Linked DNA regions of Anas platyrhynchos: regions 2 and 3 are each linked to region 1. The links are chromatin contacts, called in public Hi-C maps. All regions are on one chromosome and are shown on one strand. The core of a region is the stretch at or near the end of the contact, and the rest is flanking DNA. Distances in the headings are between cores, read along the strand shown.

The links. A called contact is a pair of places that touch in the nucleus more often than the background predicts.
Region 2: a Hi-C map of F1 follicle shows a contact between it and region 1, with 2.5 times the contacts expected there. The contact joins two enhancer-like sites. A contact is called at or near these places in 5 of 8 Hi-C or Micro-C datasets (F1 follicle, F5 follicle, skeletal muscle and 2 more).
Region 3: a Hi-C map of skeletal muscle shows a contact between it and region 1, with 1.9 times the contacts expected there. The contact joins two enhancer-like sites. A contact is called at or near these places in 5 of 8 Hi-C or Micro-C datasets (F5 follicle, liver, skeletal muscle and 2 more).

What each region holds. Positions count from the first base shown.
Region 1 is chr21:13,535,017-13,537,811 of IASCAAS_PekinDuck_T2T, reverse strand. All of the region lies in intron 1 of GNAS (GNAS complex locus), which reads right to left. It overlaps LOC119713312 (a long non-coding RNA gene), which reads right to left. Exons shown (of 2, transcript XR_005260434.2): 2 at 1-2,795. Among named protein-coding and RNA genes, the nearest start is that of GNAS, 46 kb to the right of the region's middle. Within about 2 kb of position 1,406, at least 3 of the 8 cell types and tissues checked have an H3K27ac peak or open chromatin away from gene starts, as enhancers often do. A contact at or near this core is called in F1 follicle and subcutaneous adipose tissue, where this site is marked.
Region 2 is chr21:13,626,648-13,629,442 of IASCAAS_PekinDuck_T2T, reverse strand. It overlaps GNAS (GNAS complex locus), which reads right to left. Exons shown (of 12, transcript XM_027442827.3): 6 at 1,078-1,132. Among named protein-coding and RNA genes, the nearest start is that of NELFCD, 18 kb to the left of the region's middle. Within about 2 kb of position 1,357, at least 2 of the 8 cell types and tissues checked have an H3K27ac peak or open chromatin away from gene starts, as enhancers often do. A contact at or near this core is called in F1 follicle and subcutaneous adipose tissue, where this site is marked.
Region 3 is chr21:13,602,347-13,605,141 of IASCAAS_PekinDuck_T2T, reverse strand. The region is part of intron 5 of GNAS (GNAS complex locus); the gene reads right to left. All of the region lies in intron 4 of LOC106018981 (a long non-coding RNA gene), which reads left to right. Among named protein-coding and RNA genes, the nearest start is that of NELFCD, 42 kb to the left of the region's middle. Within about 2 kb of position 1,326, at least 2 of the 8 cell types and tissues checked have an H3K27ac peak or open chromatin away from gene starts, as enhancers often do. A contact at or near this core is called in subcutaneous adipose tissue, where this site is marked.

The DNA of each region.
Region 1 (2,795 bases), core at 157-2,656:
TCTTTTGCAGAAAGAAGAAATAGCTGTGATTTTTTTAAGCAGCCTGCACGTTTGCTGCATTTTTTTTGTGCATTTTTGCTGTCCTACATATTCACAGTGCTGTGGCTGGGCAGCTCTAGCAGGCTTCCTTCTTTTAAAAGTAGGCATTATCTCTGGGACAGATGGACTCTTTCAGTTAAAGGACATTTTTTAGTAGCACACGCTGTATATTGATACTTCTCTGCTTTGAAGTCTCTTTATATTTTTAGCTTTAGAAATGCAGAGCTGTGGGCCTTCATCGTAGGCCACAGAAGTGACTGCTACTCGAGTGTCAGATCTATCAATCTCAGTGCGTTTAATCCCCAGCAAACTTGTCTTTTAGTTAGTCTCGTATGAGGATTAATTTAGGATATGGTTTAGACTTGGATCCATTTTTTTTAAATCTGCTTTGAAGACCAGAAGTGGCCCCGTGGCCCCTTGCACCGAATCGGGCCTGCTGCTTACGCCTTCCTTAGAAGGAGGCATCCTCCACGAGCTATCGGCCTGCAAAATCCTTTGGACTCTTGGAAGAACAAAACTTGGTGATAAAAAGGGAGACAGTTTCAAAGTCTCCACATTACCCTTTGACCTGCTGAACAAGGAACCCTTGAGTAATCCCAAGCCCATTTAAAGGAGAAACAAACAAATTAAAGCCAAACAATAATCTAAAAAGGAAAATCAAAGCAAACAGATTGGAGTTGGAGCAAGAATTCAATGTGGCTTTTTTTTTTTTCATTTGTTCCTTCTGCAGTGACCAGAAAAAAAATCACTTCAAAAAGTATTAATAGGTAAACAAGATTGGAAATTAAGCCGTTATCAATCAAACCCAGGGAGGGCAAACCAGGGTCATCAAGCAGAACGACAAGTTTGTCTGTCATATGGGAAAGAGCGAGCCTATCTGAATGCAATAAAACGAGCATTGTCAGGAAGAAATTAATGCACCACTAATGTATTCAATAAAGAACAAACACAAAACATTTAAGTACAGATACTCCAAAACAAACAGAATGAAAACGAGATACTTCCCTCTCTGGCAAAGAAGAAGAATGTTTCCATACAGAAATTCTAAACTTGAGAGGGATTTTTGTTTTGTTTTTAAATAAAAACAAGCCCAGAGTCTACTAATAGAATTAACCGAGACCTTCCTTTAAACCAAAGAAAAAAAAACTTGCCTCCCTCCTCTCACTTCGAAGCTTTTTCTGAGAAATATTAAAAGGGACTTTAAGGAACTCATGGGATTATGGAAATAAAACACTGAGTAATAGCTTTTCACCTACTAGCTTTTCTTATTTTCTAACAGTTTTTTTTTTCATGATATTCCTTCTCACTACTCATGCATTCTGCACCGTACTTTGTAAAGAAAAAAAAAACAAAAAAAAAAAACACAAACAACTCTTATGTAACAAAAGTACAAGCACATCCTAGCTCTCTGCATAACACATATGGAATGCTGATTACAAAAAAAAAAAAAATTTGGAACATCTCGTTTCTGAGATTTAGTTTCAATATTTGTCAACATTCACGCCAGACCTACCCCTGACTGCAAACTTCTTTTGTAAAGAATTATTCTGTTTTAATTCTTGCCATGTTTGGGTCACAAAGCCCACAGAAGTAGCAGGGGCTGATGTTTTCTAAATACCAGGTTCCAGCTAGCTCCTGCAAGGAAGCAACAAGCTCCCGAGTCTTTCCTCTGCCGTGGAGGTTAGCAGAGAGCAGGGAGGCTCCTGGCTTCGCCTCCCCAGCACGCGCAGCAGCGTGAGCACGCTGCGCCAAGCAGTCCTGGCACCGAGCGCTTGTCCCAGCCGCACAGGGTGGGCGCGGGGGGCTGAGCACAAGCCAGGAGCAGCCGGAGCCCAGCCTGCTCCGCTCGCCCACTGCACCGGTGTTGCTGCTTACTGACACTGCTTTCTCATTTTATGGAGCATAACAGGAAGGGGAATAAGAGGATTGTTAAAATAGTTTTCGTTAAGTTGTCACACAGGTTTTAATGCACTGTAAACATTCCTCTCTTTTACTTTTTTTTTTTTTTTAATAGAACGACGCTCAGGTTTTCACACTCAAAATGATTTTATATTTTAGTGGTAGCAAACCGCAGTACTCTCAATACCAGGAGCCATTATTAGAGATGATCTGCAAGGAATAACAGAACTGTGATTTTGCTCCTCCTTCTCTGCACTGCTAAAGGCCTGAAAGTGTTCCCTTTCAAAAAGAGTATTTTCTCCCATCTTTTTTCTTTACATGGAAAACTGTTAAGCCTAGATCCTAAAATTACATACAGACAGAATTATAGAATAGGGGTCTTTTGTACCCTATTTTTCCTGGAAGAATCTGTCTGTCTGGCAAAGTAACAGCATCATTACTTCTTAAGTGCCTTGATGTTAAATTAGAGAGTGCCCCACATACCCTAGGGCAGTTGCAGAATTTAGACCCTTTCCCAATGCTCTAAGTAAGTCTTTCTGGTGTGTTTTTTTTCTTTTTTTTTTTTTTCCCCCCCCTTCAATATCAGCAACATATATAAAACAATCGTCTCAAAGCCTTTAGGTGTGCAATGGAAGATTCCCCTTGTCATTGCATCTCAGACACCAGCCAGGAGCAAGTACGTCCCTTGCTAGGGCTGTGGGAACCAGGCAGGAGTCCAGGCTCTGGACCCTGCTCCAGCCCCAGGCTGGCTCAGAACCTGTGGCCCAACACAGGGACTTTGCCTCTGCCACGTTAAAACCAGCAGAGGTGCAGGATTGTGCCCTCTGATGGACCCAGCACAGGGTATGTCTTCAGCA
Region 2 (2,795 bases), core at 108-2,607, 92 kb before region 1:
TTTACAACATCCCTTTTCTATTAAAGCCCATGGAGTCATTTTATTGTGAGGGGAAATTCACCAAGTTCTACATGAGTAAGAATATGGAGCATGCTTAGATTTACCACGCTTTCTGCAAGTAAGAGCTAGATAACACAATGAAAGAATTAAAACTCAGATTTCTATCTGCATTCAGGAAAGCCTATTTTCAAGTATGTAATTTAGTAACTCGAAAAACTGATCTTCCCTGAAGGTAAACAGGATCTTGCAAAATGTGCCCTTTTCCACTGTACATCAGATGGACATTTCTGCTCCTTGAAATATAACCGTGGAGTCTGCAGTCCAGCCACAAGGCCAGATCTGCACATGGTCTCACTAAAATGCCATATGTGTCCTTCTAGCAAGTGGTAAAAATAGGATAATCTGCTAGCTTTGAACATACAGTATTTACTGTTGGCTCAGTGAATGCACTGATCCTAATTAGAAAATGAGTCTAATTAGTAAAGAAAGTTTGTCTGATTTGAAATTGTCTTTAATTACAAGATGTACCATTTTTAAGAAGTATCTATACTTCAGAAAAAGATGTACTGACATACTCGTACCTGGAAAACTCTATTGCTATTTATGTTGCTATTCCTTCTATTTATCAGGAAGGACATATGAAAAGGAATACACCATTATTTTTAATTGTGAATAATGTATCTTCCTGCTTTTCTGGATATATGGCACACCGAAGGAGATGGTGTGGTTGAGAGGATACCAACCAACTTTGCATCAAGGGAAGCACATGGCAGTTATTCAGCAAGGAGGGCAGAACATTAGAAATTACTTATTCAAATGAACATCTGAATTATTGTGTTGCTAAAGTATAACATGCCTTACATCTAGACAGATTTTCATTTCACAGTACACATATATGTTTAAGCATGACCACAATCCTAACGACAAAGTAACTTTTACTGGAATATTGTACTTGTTCAGTGCATGGTAATAACTACATTAGTGCCATAAATCGCAATTGGAAAATTAGAGAAAAAGATATCCTCGAAGACAGAGGGTGCAGATAAGCTGTATAATTTTTTAATGCGTTTTACTTACCTGGTCAGACGGTGTATACTCATTTTGTTTGACTATGTCAATCTTGTCTAGAAAACTAGGGAAAAAAAAAGAAAAGAATAATTTGGCATTCTCAAATTAGACAAACTTTCTGATGCTTAATTAACTGACAGCTCCCAAGTAACAGTTGATAAGTTTTATTGCATTCAGATTCACGAAGTGTTGAATACATGTAAATTGCTGAACATACGTGTGCTAGCATTTACATTGTGCATCTCCTAGCAGCACCCAGCAGAGGGCCGAATTCCCAAGTTTTATTCAGCAAGCCTGCTCATCTCATTCCAGCCCCCTCCCACTCCGCTCCCTCCGGCAGCAAACACGCACGTAGTTTAACTTGGGTGATATTACAAAAACTGTACAGCATAGTCTGCTCCTGCTAACAGTAAAACAATGACTCAAATAATCTGCCTGCATATAATATTCTAGAAAGTAAGACGAATATTTTTATGAATAAATGTATCGTCACTGTGTCTTTTAATAAATGAAATCCCTAAACTGATTTCATTGCAGTTAAGTGTAAGGGAACACTGATTTTGTTGTCACCTGTTGGAAAAGCTTTTCAGCTTACTTTCTGCAGAAGTAGTACTAGTAGGCACAGTTATAAAGTACGTATAAGAAGGTTTATTTTATTCAAAAATCATTAGGCATTAGTTAAAGGAGCTATCTTGGAGCCTTTAAAAATGCTTTTGCCAACTTGCTGTAACCTTCTAATTATCTTTAACTCAAAGGGCAAAAATCTCAAGGAACCAATTTGTTTTACTGTGCTGTTACTCTAAGATTCAAAGACATAAAAAAACAAGTTTCAGAACACAGATGTTATGCTATAAGTACTCTGACCACCTTGCTTAATATCAAGTATGCATCAGGGTTATGCAGGACCTGACACCTTTCATTTTGTACTAGAAGGAGACCTCAAAATGCTTCTACAGTTAACTCTACTGGTAACATTACTGACTAAAATATATTGGTTTTAAGACTAATTAAGTTTCCTTTTAAACTCCAGTGCATGAATTCTTTTCCTTATGAAGCAGAAATCACAGAGAAAAGATGAGTTTTCTCAAAAGAAGATTTCCCTTTGGATTCCTATTCCTAGAAAGGGACACTGAAACTGCATTCACTATGGTCATGCTCAATGATTTAAAGGGGGAAAAAGGTAGCCAAGTCCCAGCTTCACAGATTGGAAACCAAAATGCCATTAAAATTGGATTGGGTAGCCCTCTAAAATAGCCCTCTGTTTCAGCCCCTACTTCTCAACAACTCCCTAAAACACAGTGCAGGGGAAGGGGAAAACAACTGGATGTTTTAACAGTGGCTTCAGGGTAAAGGCATTTTTGCCAGGAACTAGATTACCTTCTTGTTTCAGAGACAAATGAAAAATAAGTTTTGTTTCGTCTGAATTACAGACTTTAAAACACATCAAAACTCATCTTAACAAACATACTATTAAAAAAGTGAGACGTAAAGTTCAATTTCTGTCATGAAAGATGATGTGGACACAGGCAAAGTTAAAATTGATCACCAAATATGTACTGAAATTTACAAGCTGGAGTTTTTCCTCATCTCTTCCAAGCTGTTAAATAATACCCTCTTCTTTTTAACCCTTAGGAATAGAAGTAAAGTGTTTTGTTCCGTACACGGGGGATGTTAAATAGGGATGACAATCATGAATTCCAACTAGCACAAACGCTTGCACATTAAGA
Region 3 (2,795 bases), core at 77-2,576, 67 kb before region 1:
GAATTTATGATTAGCTGTGACAACAGTGGGAACATGTGTTGGATTCATAATCCATTTATTGGCTAAATTTAGGTAATCTGGTTTTCACAGCACTTGCCAGCAGGCACATCCCTGCTACCAACAGGCAGCAAGGAAGGGCAGACACTTGGAATAGTTAGGAATAATTCAGGCTACTTATATATTTGGACTCATTTTGTTGGTCCTGACTTCAGTGAAGTCATGCAAGCACAGGAGTGACTGTGCTTCCTGTTGTCTACAGCAACCTCCGTGTGCACCTAATGACCCCATGAACTGGGGAGAAAATATAACCCAGGGTTTATTTACTTTTACCTGAAATGTAGCTTCGTTTAAAACATAAACCTCTGGTACTTCAGGATAAAGAAGAATAGAGACAAGGCCCTAATTCAATGATCTCTAAGTGCTCTGGAACAAAAGCAAGGTGGTTTTATGATTAAGCGAACGGATAAGCAACGAGGTGATCCGGGTCTGGTCCTTGGCTTGCCAAAGAATTCACACAGCAGTAGGCAAGCTCATCAGCTTTAAATCAGCAAAAGGAGACATGAATGTTAGTCTTCCACACAGGAATGTTTAACAATATAATTGCTAATGCCCATAAGAAGCTTGTGTATGCCAGGAATATAGGCCGGGGAAATTCCTGTCCTGTCAAATGCGAGTACTCAGCACAGCTCACAGACCTGGAGGAGACAAGAGGAACTGCTCTGCCAGAACTACAGTAATTAGAAAAAGCAAAAAGAAAGAAAAAGTAATAAATAATATGAATAAGAAACTAGACTAACAGTACCACTGATAAATCAGCTGCTATTTAAAAAGGTAAGACTTTCAGCAAATGCACTTTACTGTATGATCTCCGAAAGGAACTTCATCACAAAGAGAAATCAACAAGGAAGAAAATCATTAAGTACTCAGATTGGGGCTCTTAATTGCTCTTATAACTCAGCGAACCCAGAAGTGAAACCGTAAATCCTAATAAAAATATAAAGAATTTACAACCCTTAACACAGCAGATATTAAGAAAACAGCACGTCCACATCTGCTGATCCTTTAGCAGCTCTGCACAGCAGTCAGCTAAGAGCTGCACTCTCCCCCTTTCTTTGATAAGTATTTTAAAAACAAACATCTTCAAAAATCCTTCTCATAAAGCCCTTCTGGAGCAGCCTGGCACAGTTTCAAGCTATCAGAGTGGCTCTGCTGGTGCTGAAGTTCGAGAAATCCAACTCACTGCACCTACACCACAACCTCCCCGGGCTTTCTCCTTCCCCGAAATGGCAGGCAGCGGGAGAAAACACGGCGAGGCTTTCAAGCAGGAAATAGCGTGAGAATAGGCTCCCTCATGCTACTTCCAGCCCTTCCTGATAGCGGAGGGTGTGAAATGGGCTGCAAATACTGTCTCTCACATTATTTCCTTTTCCACCCCAGCCAAAACCAGGAAGCGTCAGCTGGGAGATATGCAGAGAAAGCAGAGCAGAAAATGAAGCAAAAATCATACTGGTGGCCAAGGAATCGAGCTGAGCCAAGGCTAGATAAAACAAAAAATCAAGTATTTGTGGGCGCTTCCTAATAGTAACAAGACTAGAGAAAAACACTAGGAGGCTTAGGTACCCGGGCTTTGCTTTTGATTTGCTGCAAAGCTGATCCAGAGGCTACTGACATCAACTTGGACTTACAAGACTGTGCTTGTATCCTCCAAGCCTTCATGCCACCAATAACCCATTTGTATGAAAGAGATCCTACTTATTCCAGCTACTCTGCAGTGTATTTGTGAGGCTTTAAGAACAGAGATCCACAAACGAAAACCAAGGTAGAAGTATTAGCAGCATCAACACTTCAAAGAGATCATGTGTGTTTATACTTGACAGGACGCAGAGATTTGACATGCAGGATTTGGCACATCACAGTGGAAACGGCTCCTAGGTTCCCAATCTTAAGTAGTATATTCTGAATAAAATGAAATCCTGCACCTGCAGGAAAGAAATGTGAAGGATGGTAAATCACTCATCGCCATTTGGGATTTTCTATATTCTAGACACTTCTGCATTCTTCTGTTTATTATTAGCCAAAAGGAGTATCACATGGCTGCTCCAGTTAAAACATTCGTTCTCTTCTATATACATCCCCAAAATATGCGGGAGCAATCAAATCTGCTCTCCTCTCAGGTACTGCCCTCTCCTCACAGCTAAAACAATTCTCCACAGAGAGAAGCTGGTGACAGCCTCCCAGACCTTGCTGTCCTAGAAGCAGAATTGGAACTAATTACTTCATAAATGGAGCTAAGAAAGGGAAAGAGCCTCCTTTCCTTTCTCCCAGGACTGTGAAATATGCTCCGGCAGGAAGTACAGTAAAGCTCAGGATGAGCAGAGGCAGCTACCCTTCAACACCAACAGGGCTCCTCTGAAGTGACGCTTCCATTTAGTCAGTAAGCCTGAGGAGGAAGGGCAGGATACCAGCAGGGCTCTCCAACAGATGAGGTTACTGGCCTAGCCTCCCAGCTTTACACCTCTGAAGCTCACCAGTGAGATTAAATGAAAAGCCCGAAGCTGGTACCTGGAGCTTTTCTCAGGTCTTCTGCTCTGAGCCGAGGCCAGGAGTTCGGGAGAGCAGTGACAGAAGCGCACAGACGGGGTTAACGGGAGCTTCTGCTGGGGAGGCACCGAGAAACTTCAGCAAGTCAGCACAAAGAAGTGCAGCCTTTAAAGGTACTTCTCAGGAACAGGTGACAGATACCACTGCTAGACTCCTCGTACCTACGTTAGTGTTACGTAGCTAGAACACGTTTG